2 separate regions of the Rattus norvegicus genome follow, and region 1 is linked to region 2. A link is a contact called in public Hi-C data. All regions are on one chromosome and are shown on one strand. Each heading gives the region's core, a stretch centred on a gene start, on an enhancer-like site or on the middle of the called end of the contact. The rest is flanking DNA. Distances are from core to core; before and after follow the strand shown. Region 1 holds the start of Zfp870 (zinc finger protein 870). Region 2 holds the start of LOC102546572 (zinc finger protein 709-like).

Region 1 (4,943 bases), core at 2,254-4,753, 140 kb after region 2:
AATTACAATTATGACAGAGGCCAAGTCCACTCAACTCTGCATGTGGACATCCCTTGTCAGGGAGTTCGACAATGTCAGGAAGACGTGGAAAGTCAGAGCTTTATTCCTGGTTGTAAGAACTCTGCACCCAAGGACAGATTACAGAACATACAGGAAACATCCTCTAACTATGTGGCACTCCTAGGAAAAGCAGGCACCTCTGGGTGAAACAGAGACAAGGTAGAGAAGGTGGGCAGGGACTTCTCTAGGTCACTCTGCTGTGCAGAATGTCACAACTTCTGTGACTCTGGGACAGAGCTAGCCTAGAAGAGTGTCACCTTGTACAACAACCGTCTTGACCTGATTTGCTACACACAGAGGATCAGTACCAGGAAAGGGGGACTGTTTACACACGTCCAGTTGTTCACATAAACAGCCAACCACCATCTGCCAGCACACCAAGAGACAGTAACTGTATCAATAAGTAACAACACCTGAAAATATACCAGATCATGCCAGAAACGCCAGACACAGGAGCTTTGGGACCACAACAGATGGAACCCTCTTACCTGAGACTAAAAGACCAAACTGTAGCAGGTTCATGAGCCATGGCGGGGTCAGCTGTCAAAAGCCAGCAAACTTGTCTACTCCTGGATCACAATGTCTTCCTCCACAGCCTTGCTCCAGGAGTTTCCTCATGGCAAAACATTCAGTCCACTTCTAAGTCACCATCCAACAGTCTGCCCTCCCAAGGGGCATTTGGCATCCCTGCACCTGCACTGGTAAGACTGATCTGGTCCCCTGCAGTCTCCCCCCTCACCTGCCTCAGCTCTCTGCCTATGCCCCCAGGACAGCCTCTATTCTGCAGCCTCTTTAACCATTTCCCAGCCATTTGTAACCTGTGCCATCTCTGGTTGTGTGAAGTGTTCCCATGTGATCTGCTGCTGCTGTTAGTGATTCACGCTGGGATAAAGGGCTGGGTGTGGTAGAGCAGATCTTCATCCCTGCACTTGGGAGGCAGAGTCAGGCAGATCTGTGAGTCCAGTGCCAGCCTGCTCTGCCTATAGAGGGAGTAGCAGCCGACCAGTGCCAAATAGTGAGAAACTGTCTTAAAACTAACAGCAAAATTTGCAACAAATGGCCAAGCACGGTGGCAAGTACCTTTTAGCCTCAGCACTGTGGAGGCCAGACAGGCAGGTCTCTGAGTTTCAAGTCTGTGTGGTCTATAAGTGAGTTCCAGATGAGGCAGGGCTACACAGTAAGACTAGTCTCAAAACACAAGTTAAACGACTGGACTAAAAAGACCTTGGCCAGGTAGAAAGGAAAGTCAGGCTTAAATAGCAAATTACCACCAATAAAACAACAATGCTCGTGAATTTGAGTATTCAATAAATTCTGCCATTGTAGCCTGCCTGGCAGAATTGAGGATATTCTAAAGAGACTCTAAGACAATGGACCCCAAAGAAATGGGAATTTCCTCAGGAATCTCAGGCTGAAAGAAGGACCAGGTACCAATCAGAGTGGGGAACTTGTCTCTCAGAAAGGGACTTCATACCCTTCTAACAGATCCCCTAACAGGATGAGCCTGGAGCCCACCAAAGGTGGAGGGCAGGGCAGTGCAGTGCAGGGCGGGACCACACCTTGACCTGGACTGTTTGCATCTGTACATCCCTGGCCTCTGCTTCACTTTGATCTCACTTCAGGACTTTGAAGACACTTAGAAGCCTCCCTGGATCTTTCTTCCTCTTTCCAATGGGCAGAGGCAGAAGAGATCTTTTCTGCTCACCACTAATTACTTGGCTATTTTTATTGGGTTACTGAGAACAGCGGGCTGGCCCTGACTGGGCACAGGTTGGGAATGCCAATTTCAATAACACAAATATGTCTGTCTGTTGCTGACATAACAGGCTCAAGTCTCTTGGGGTCACTATAAGATTGATGTTACAGGTTTTGGCAGAAAGGGAGCTGAGAAAAGCTTCATTGGGTGAATTACAGCATCAAGACTCAGGCGGCCATGGTGAAGCCCTGAAGGGAGAAACAGCCTTCAGTTCTGGAGGGATGAGGGGCGTTAATTGCTCAAAAAGGTTTAGGGTGTGGACAGGAATAACAATTAACCTAAGCAGGGCAGTGTGAAAGACAATGGAAAAGGAACTGATAAAGACTACAGCCCTAAAGCTGGGTGCTCTTGCGCATACCTTTAATCCCAGCACCCCACGGAGAGGCAGGCAGATTTCTGAGTCTGAGAGCAGCCTGGGCCACAACTCAGTCCAGGAAACTCAGTCTTGAAAAGCCTTCCACTTCCATCACAGAAACAAACAAACAAACAGAAAACACTGAAGCTATGACTCTAAGCCACCGGCAAGTCCACCATAAGAGTCCACAGAGGCTTGGTTTTACCCACCTTAACTGCAGCTGCTCTTTGTGGGTTAAAAGCCTCGGGCCACTAGGAATTGAGTCAGGCTGTGCAGGGAGGGTAATAGTCCCCTAGCCATAAAGAACTGCTCTGTGCAGCCTGACCATTCCTCTATTCCTGCAGGTATAATACACCTGGATGTAAAAAACCACCCAGTTCCCAGTTCCAAATAATAATAATAATAATAATAATAATAATAATAATAATAATAATAATAAAAATAGCTGTAACTTCCGGGTGGCCACCTTTGTATATTTTTACATCTCTCCCAGACCTGCAAAGACAGTGTTTCTCAACCTATGGGTCGCAACCCCTTTGGGGCGGACAACACAAGGATTGTCTATTAGATATCTTGCATATCAAATATTTACATTACGATTCACAACGGTAGCAGAATTACACTTATAAATTAGCAACGAAGGTAATTTTATGGATGGGATCACTACATGAACTGTAAACGACTGCAGCATTAGGAGGGTTGTGAACCACTGCTCTATGGGCACTTGACTTTTATTCCAGAAAGGATGGGGCCACTCGATGCTCCAATATGTCTCTATCCCGCTCTCCACACACCCCCTTACCCCAACACTCAGAATCACAATGTGCTCTGAGTAGCTGCTCCGAGACACTGCATGGGGTATGTCGGGATTTTCGGGGGAGGACGAGGCAGTAAAAGGACCAGTGTTCTAACCATCACTATCCATGCAGCCCCACCTCCATCCCCGGCACAAGAGCTCCAATCCAACTCCCAGGGTTGGCTCCCCAGGACCCTCTTACCCGAACCGCTCAGACTGCAGAGACCCTGGTTGAGAAGCCCCGCTGACCCTAGACGCCGCAGCACTGAGCGCTCAGGTAGGGGGAGACCACGGCTCTCAGCGGAGCCAGATGAGACTCTGCTGTAGACTCCGCTATCTCGGAAGGTCGGTACCCACTGCGGTCTCCGTCTGCAGCAGCAGCAGCAGCATCCTCCCCACATCTAAGACACAGGCCGAACGTACCATTTCCAGCCACGGAGTGTCCTGGTGTCTTCCTGCCGCTCCTGCTGTCACAGAAGGCGACTTTGATATCTAGACCTGGGATCCAGGATGTACTTCCAAGTAACAAACATGCCTAATTTGGGGGTTAAGGAAACAGACCTAGGTCAGATAAATTCCCTCACGTAAGAAGCATACTCCTCATTGGACACTTCGGGCACTAAAGTAATAACCTTTACCCTGATAGGCCAGCGAGCCTAACCTTTATCCCGATAGGCCAGCGAGCCCTTGGCTCGCGTCCTGGAGCGCTAATGACAGGAGATACTAGTTTTGTTGGGCAAATTAGCAAGCAGATCACTCACTGAAGCCCTAGCGTTCTAGCGTTCTATCCCTGTCTGGGTGGAAGCCTGCATGTAAGCGGCGCGTTTGTCCACTTGCTTGTAACAATGCGCAGTGGGCAATTCCTAATTCTCCCTCCTAAGAATGGAGTCAGAGCAAGAGAATTCCAGACTCAGTGGTCATGGAGACAACTCAAAGAGCTGCTTTGAGCAGGATTAGGAGGAAGGGCCTTATTAAAGGAAACCCCTCTGCCAGCCCCCATCTTCCCAAATCCCACCACCATACCGCCAGTTTGCCCAAGACTTTAGGAAACATTCCAACGATAACACTCACGAAAATAGGCAACCTGACTTGTCTTTCACCCTGCACTTTCGAAAACAAAACAAAAGAACAATAACAAACAGAAGACAAGTTTTTCCAGAAACCCAGTCTCTAGGCCTGTTGAAGTCACGGCCTCCCTGTCCTGCTCTCTACTTTGAAAACTGATTTTCAGACCCTTTGTGATAACGTTCAGGTTTGGAGGTTTCAATTTCTCAGGCCAATAAACATCTGCTCTTGCTGTGTGTTAGAGTTTTATCGCTGTAAAGAAACACCGTGACCAAGGCAACTCTTATAAAGGAAAACATTTAGCTGGGGCTGGCTTACAGCTTTTAGAGGTTCAGTCCATTAACGTCATAATGGGAAGCTCGGCAGAGTCCAGGCAGATATGGCACTGTAAGAGAGTTCTACACCTTAATCTGAAGGCATCCAGGAGGAGACTCTTCTACAGGGAGCCAGGAAGGAACTCCCTTCCTTATTGAGCAGAGCTTGAGCACGGGGAGCCTCAAAGCCCTCCCCCACAGTGACGCACTTCCTCCAACAAGGCCACATCTCCTAATCTTGGCACTCCCTGGGCCACGCCAAGCATATTCAAACCACCGTGGGGTTCTTTAGCAAATGACCGGCTATGTACAGAAAGTCCAAGAATCCAGTAGTTGCTCAGTACACAAGACTGGATGTCTCGGCTGGTGTTCAACTGACGCTAGACTCCCAAAGAAGTAGGCTCTAAAGCCAGTGTAGGAATGGGCTTGCAAGCAAGGCAGGAGAGAGCAGGCCGAGAGTAAAGGCTTCTTTCTTCCATACCTTAAATAGGCTTCCAGCAGAAGGAGTAGCCCATATTAGATCTGGATTAGATCCGACTGAAGGTATGCCTCACTATGTCAAGATCAGGGTTAAAAGAAACGTCTTTTCTCCATTCC
Region 2 (5,114 bases), core at 1,486-3,985:
AATTAGTTGCAAAGCAGGAGCCAGGCTGGGTTGCTGGCTCTCAGGTTACCAGGTAGAAGGCAGGGGAATGAAGGGAGTGGGGAGGGAGGAGGTGGTGTGGCCACCAGAACCCCACTCCAATGTAAACTCATTTCTCTAGGTGGGAAATCCTGGCACCTGAAGTCTGTTAGCTGGCAAGTCACACATTGTCTTAGGAAGGTGGACGTCAGTATCTGTGAGGGCAAAGGTACTAGAGATGTTACTTCTTCGGCAGTAGCTGGATTCTAACATTATATTCTTTCCGCAGCCACTCACACTGACAAGATGAGTGGGTGGGTGGGCCTGAGCCCAGGCCCATTGGCAATCATTGGCGGCAGCCTTCCACCCTGGCCCCAAGTGACTAATGCGTATATGCCAGGTGGGTGCCAGAAGCTGGTAAACGGCCTAGACGAAGCAGCCAGCTTGTATGAGGAAAAAACTGAGAGCTCTAATAAGGACTGAGTGTACCGCCTTATATAACCACCCCAGGCTCTAGGGCCTTCTGTCAATTTCTGTATACACTTGTTTACTCCTGTCCTCCCTAAGAGTTAGGAAGGCCCTGTTCAGGGAAACCACTGGGAACTTTATAACCTAATACTTAGTCAGGGTCTTCTCCTAGCACAATAGTGCGCTCATATAGTAAGGCTTATCTCTATCAGGGCTCTGCCTTTTGAAATAATGTGTAGAGAATGGAAATAATGATGCAGGTAAAGACGTCTGGCTGTAGAAGCCTAGTGTCATGAGTTCAATCCTGGGAACCCATATAAAGACTATAGCTCACAAAATTCTCTGATCTCTAGCATGCAAGCTGTGGCATGCAAAAAATGCACGCACACACACATACACACACTAATAAAACATAAATAAAATTTAAAAATAAAATTCAATGTCTAGAGACATCTCAGGGCAGTAACGATTATGGCAGAGGTCAACTCCAGCCCTACCCATGTATATGGATACGCCTTTCCAATGAGTTTGGGAAGATCAGAAGAAGGGAGAAATCCGGACCTTTGTGCTAAGATTCACTGACTTACAGGCTCAGGACATGGAATTTAAACATAGCTTCCCTTGAATCTGTGAGATTCATAGGAAAAGCAGGTGCCATGGAGGAAGAAGAGGAGGAAGAAGAAGGGGGAGGATGAAGAAGAGGAGGGGGAGGAGAAGGAGGAGGAGGAAGGGGTGAAGGAGGTGGAAGGGGGGTGGGGGACAGAGAGAAGAAGCCAGAGCAGACTGCTCAGTGATATTCTATACCGTAGGGAATATCTGTTTTCTAACAGTGCCAAGCCTAGAATGACTCCATTTTATTAAGTAACAACCTCTACCAGAGTTACTCCAAATTTAAGACACCACCCCCATAGAAGGGCAGTACAACTTGTTTACACACACACACACACACACACACACACACACACACACACAACCACTATCGGCCAGAATCCTAGAATGGACAAACTGACCATATCAAAACTGAAAATATGGGGCTGGGGACTTAGCCCAGTGGTAGAGCGCTTACCTAGGAAGCGCAAGGCCCTGGGTTCGGTCCCCAGCTCCGAAAAAAAGAACCAAAAAAAAAAAAAAAAAACTGAAAATATACCAAATAGTATTAGAAACACCACAGAAATCATACAGCATATAACCCCCTCACCTGGCACAATGAAAGAGCATCCCAAGACTAAAGTTGGCAGGCACCTGTCAGACACCCACAGGGAAGAACCGAGTCAGTCCTTGGACACCAGCTCCAGTGCGGTTTCTCCTGCCCAGGTCATTCAGCCAACTTCAAATTTACTGCACGCTCGGTGCACGTATACTTGACATTTCTGTGCCTACACTGCTAGGACATCATTTTTGGTTCCCTTGAGATTCTTCTTTGCCTCCTACTCAGAACAGACTCTAATCTCAACCACTTTAGCTCTTAGTCATTCTACGACCTGCACATTTGTATGTTCTTGTGTGAAATGTTCATATGTGACCTGCCAGTTAATGTTAGTAATTAGATTGTTATGTAAAAACCCGTGACTGCCAATGGCTGGTTAGCAAAATCTGGAACACTTGACTAAATATTAACGAAATACACATGACTTGTGAATTATTAATTATTCGATAAATTCTGGCATTGGAAACACCAACTTGTCCCCCTGTTTATGACAACACGCTCAGGACACAAGGTCACCACACCCTACGGCTTCCCTGCCCCCATCCCCAACACACACACACACACACACACACACACACACACACACACACACACACACACACAATCCCAGGGTCCCGAGTCTCACCGCGACGCTGCTGCCACCGCCCAGGCTGCGGAGCCGCGACGCTGCGGGCGCCCGGATGCCTAGGGAGGCCATGGCCGCAGTACTGAGCTATCAGCGAGGGACCGGACAGCGGCTCTGCTTGCTGGCCCAGCTCCACCCAGAGGAACCCGGGCTGTGCGGCCCAGCGGAGCAAGATGAGACGCAGACTCAGCTGCCCTGGAAGGCCGCGTCCCCACTGTCGCCTCCGCTTCCAGCAGCCTCCTCCCAACACCCGGGACGCCCGGCCGCACGCACCATTTCCAGTTACCGGGTGTCCTACTGTTCTCCGGCGGCTCTCGCAGTCAGTGGATGGAACACAGACACTGGGGAAACAACCTACGGGTCTCTCTCCACAGAAGACACAAACGCCTAAAATGGCTGGACGGGAAGTGGTGTCCTCGGCTTCTGCACCCGCCCTCTCCCAACATCTGAAGACCTCATTGGACGGTTTATGCGGCCAAGTAACTTTTCTTATTGGCCAGCGAGTCACGTGCACTCCGCCTAATGCTTAAATGACAGAAAAACCGTCCTCTAGAGTGTACTGTGGCGCCAAATCGCTAATCCGAACACAAACCTTCTAACTTGGGGTCTCAGCTGGCTCTGAGGTTCCTAAACTCTGGCGTTACGTGCGGAAGGGATGAGCACGCTGCATTTTACATGGAATTGAAAGTAGGTAGAAGTCTATTCTTTAACAAGGCAAAGATGTCAGCTAAATTCTATTCGCATGCGTGAGAAATGGCATTGAAAGAGTGTCTGATGTGAATTATGCCTATTTGACTGAGCTGCTAATGTAACCTCTCATTTTGCGATCTATGGTTGTCACCGAGGTCTCTGTGACTGGGGATTTACCCATTCTGTTTACTCTTTCGAAAGTCTGTCTTGAACCCACCCCACCACTATTGACCTCACATAGTCATTTCTAGAGCAAAACATTTTAGGAATGGAGGGACAGATTCTTCGGGAAGTGTAAGTTTGCTCAGTTCCTAGTGGAGCTCCAGAACACTGAACCTGGAATACTTCATAGATGTCTTCCAGGGCAGACATTCCTGATATCCCGAGCATCAGCCTGACTAGGGAAGAAGAACTAAGGTCACAGAGAAATGGCAGGAATAAGAAAGGAAACCTTGAAGAGAAACTAGAATCGAAGGCTACTACTCTAGGTGCTGAAAGCGTTTTAAGAGGCCCGGGAAGAAGCAACGAGCAGATAAGAGATTCCTGCAGTGAGCCAGGGGAAGAATGTGCAGGCTTTAAACAATCTCAGGGAACTGGCAGACAGAGGTATTTTGAGTGATCTTTTAGAAAGACGGGTGTAGATAGGAAAGCTGAAATACTTGAGGCTGCAGCCAACAAGCTGACTAGATTGCGTCTATAGATTTTGTTTAAGAATTTGTTTACTTATTTATTAAAATATGTTTGTGGGCTGGAGAGATGGCTCAGCGGTTGAGAGCACCGACTGCTCTTCCAGAGGTCCTGAGTTCAATTCCCAGCAACCACATCGTGGCTCACAACCATCTGAAATGGGATCTGATGTCTTCTTCTAGTGTATCTGGAGATAGCTACAGTGTGCTCATTTAAATAAAATAAATCTTTTAAAAAATATGTTTGTCACACGTGTACAAGTGCCCGTGGGGGCCAGAAGAGGGCACTGCATCCGCGGAGATGGAGTTATAAGCTGCCGAACATGGGTCCTGGAACAGAATTTGGATACTTTTCAAAAAATAAAAATAATAATAATAAACACTCTAAACCATGGAGTCAGCTCTGCATCCTCCAAGGCTTTAGACTCCCATCCAGCTCTCTCTCCTTCACATTTATAAAAATTACATTTAATAGTTTCTGACAAATTAGTAGGCCTAGATTGAGTTATAGAACTGCCGCTCTCGTGCCCTCGTTACTGTGTCTCTAATTGGCAGTTAGGGATGGCTGGCCAATCTGTCATGATTGCCAGAGTCAGGATGTTGAGTTTTCAACTTTTGAGTTACTTATGGATTAGGAAATATTTGGACTAATTCAACTGGCTTAATTTATGTGAGCACTTATTCATCTTATGAGCCGATTTGTTGTCGTACAACAGTGTGAAAATGTGAGCCTGTGTAGACACTATTTATGCTCATCTACCCATACACAGCTTTACATAGAAAATGCTATACCGTTTATTTCTATTTATCACTGGTTAGTCATAAGCTAAACTGTTAGTTACTGTCTTATTTTTAAGTGCCCGTGTGTGTGTGTGTGTGTGTGTGTGTGTGTGTGTGTGTGTGTGTGTGAATGTATTAAGATCTAGATGTCCAAGAAGGCCAGCAGGGGTGTCAGATTTTTCCAAAGCTGGAGTTACAGGTGCTTGTGAGCTGCCTGACTTGGGTGCCAGGAACCAAACTAAGGTCCTATGGAAGAGCATGTAGCCAGAATCAACAAATCCATTGCCACCCACAACTGGTGAATGGGGATAATCAAATACCTTTATCTCCCTGAGTATGTAAAAATAGTTCACTATGAGAGCTCTCTAAGCTCTCATCTCAGCAAAGGCCTCACTAACTGGTAGGCTTCAGTAACTGTGTGTTGGCATGAAAACCCTCTTTTGGATACTTAACCAATTCAACCTTATACTTCTGCTGCTCTAGAACAACTTCTGGTACCAAAATCTGTAATAATCTGGACTCTAGAAATATATAGAAAGGGGACACATTAGAATGACTTAAAGGCTGTAGTCTAACTAATCTTACTGTGGCTGGCTATGAACAGAAAGTCCAAGAATCTGGTAGTCACTCAGTCCACAAGGCTGAGTGTCCCAGCTGGTCT

Evidence for each region. Hi-C and Micro-C count contacts between places; a contact is called where the count stands out from the background.
Region 1: a Hi-C map of prefrontal cortex shows a contact between it and region 2, with 2.0 times the contacts expected there. The contact joins the promoter of Zfp870 here to the promoter of LOC102546572 in region 2. A contact is called at or near these places in 5 of 12 Hi-C or Micro-C datasets (the Rat2 cell line, Schwann cells, frontal cortex and 2 more).

Annotation. Positions count from the first base shown.
Region 1 is chr7:12,650,817-12,655,759 of GRCr8, forward strand. Zfp870 (zinc finger protein 870) reads right to left here and starts at 3,504. Exons shown (of 4, transcript NM_001163062.1): 1 at 3,391-3,504. The coding sequence starts at 3,393. The region is part of intron 1 of Ftl1l5 (ferritin light chain 1 like 5); the gene reads left to right.
Region 2 is chr7:12,516,524-12,521,637 of GRCr8, forward strand. LOC102546572 (zinc finger protein 709-like) reads right to left here and starts at 2,736. Exons shown (of 4, transcript XM_006241098.5): 1 at 2,571-2,736. The coding sequence starts at 2,573. All of the region lies in intron 1 of Ftl1l5 (ferritin light chain 1 like 5), which reads left to right.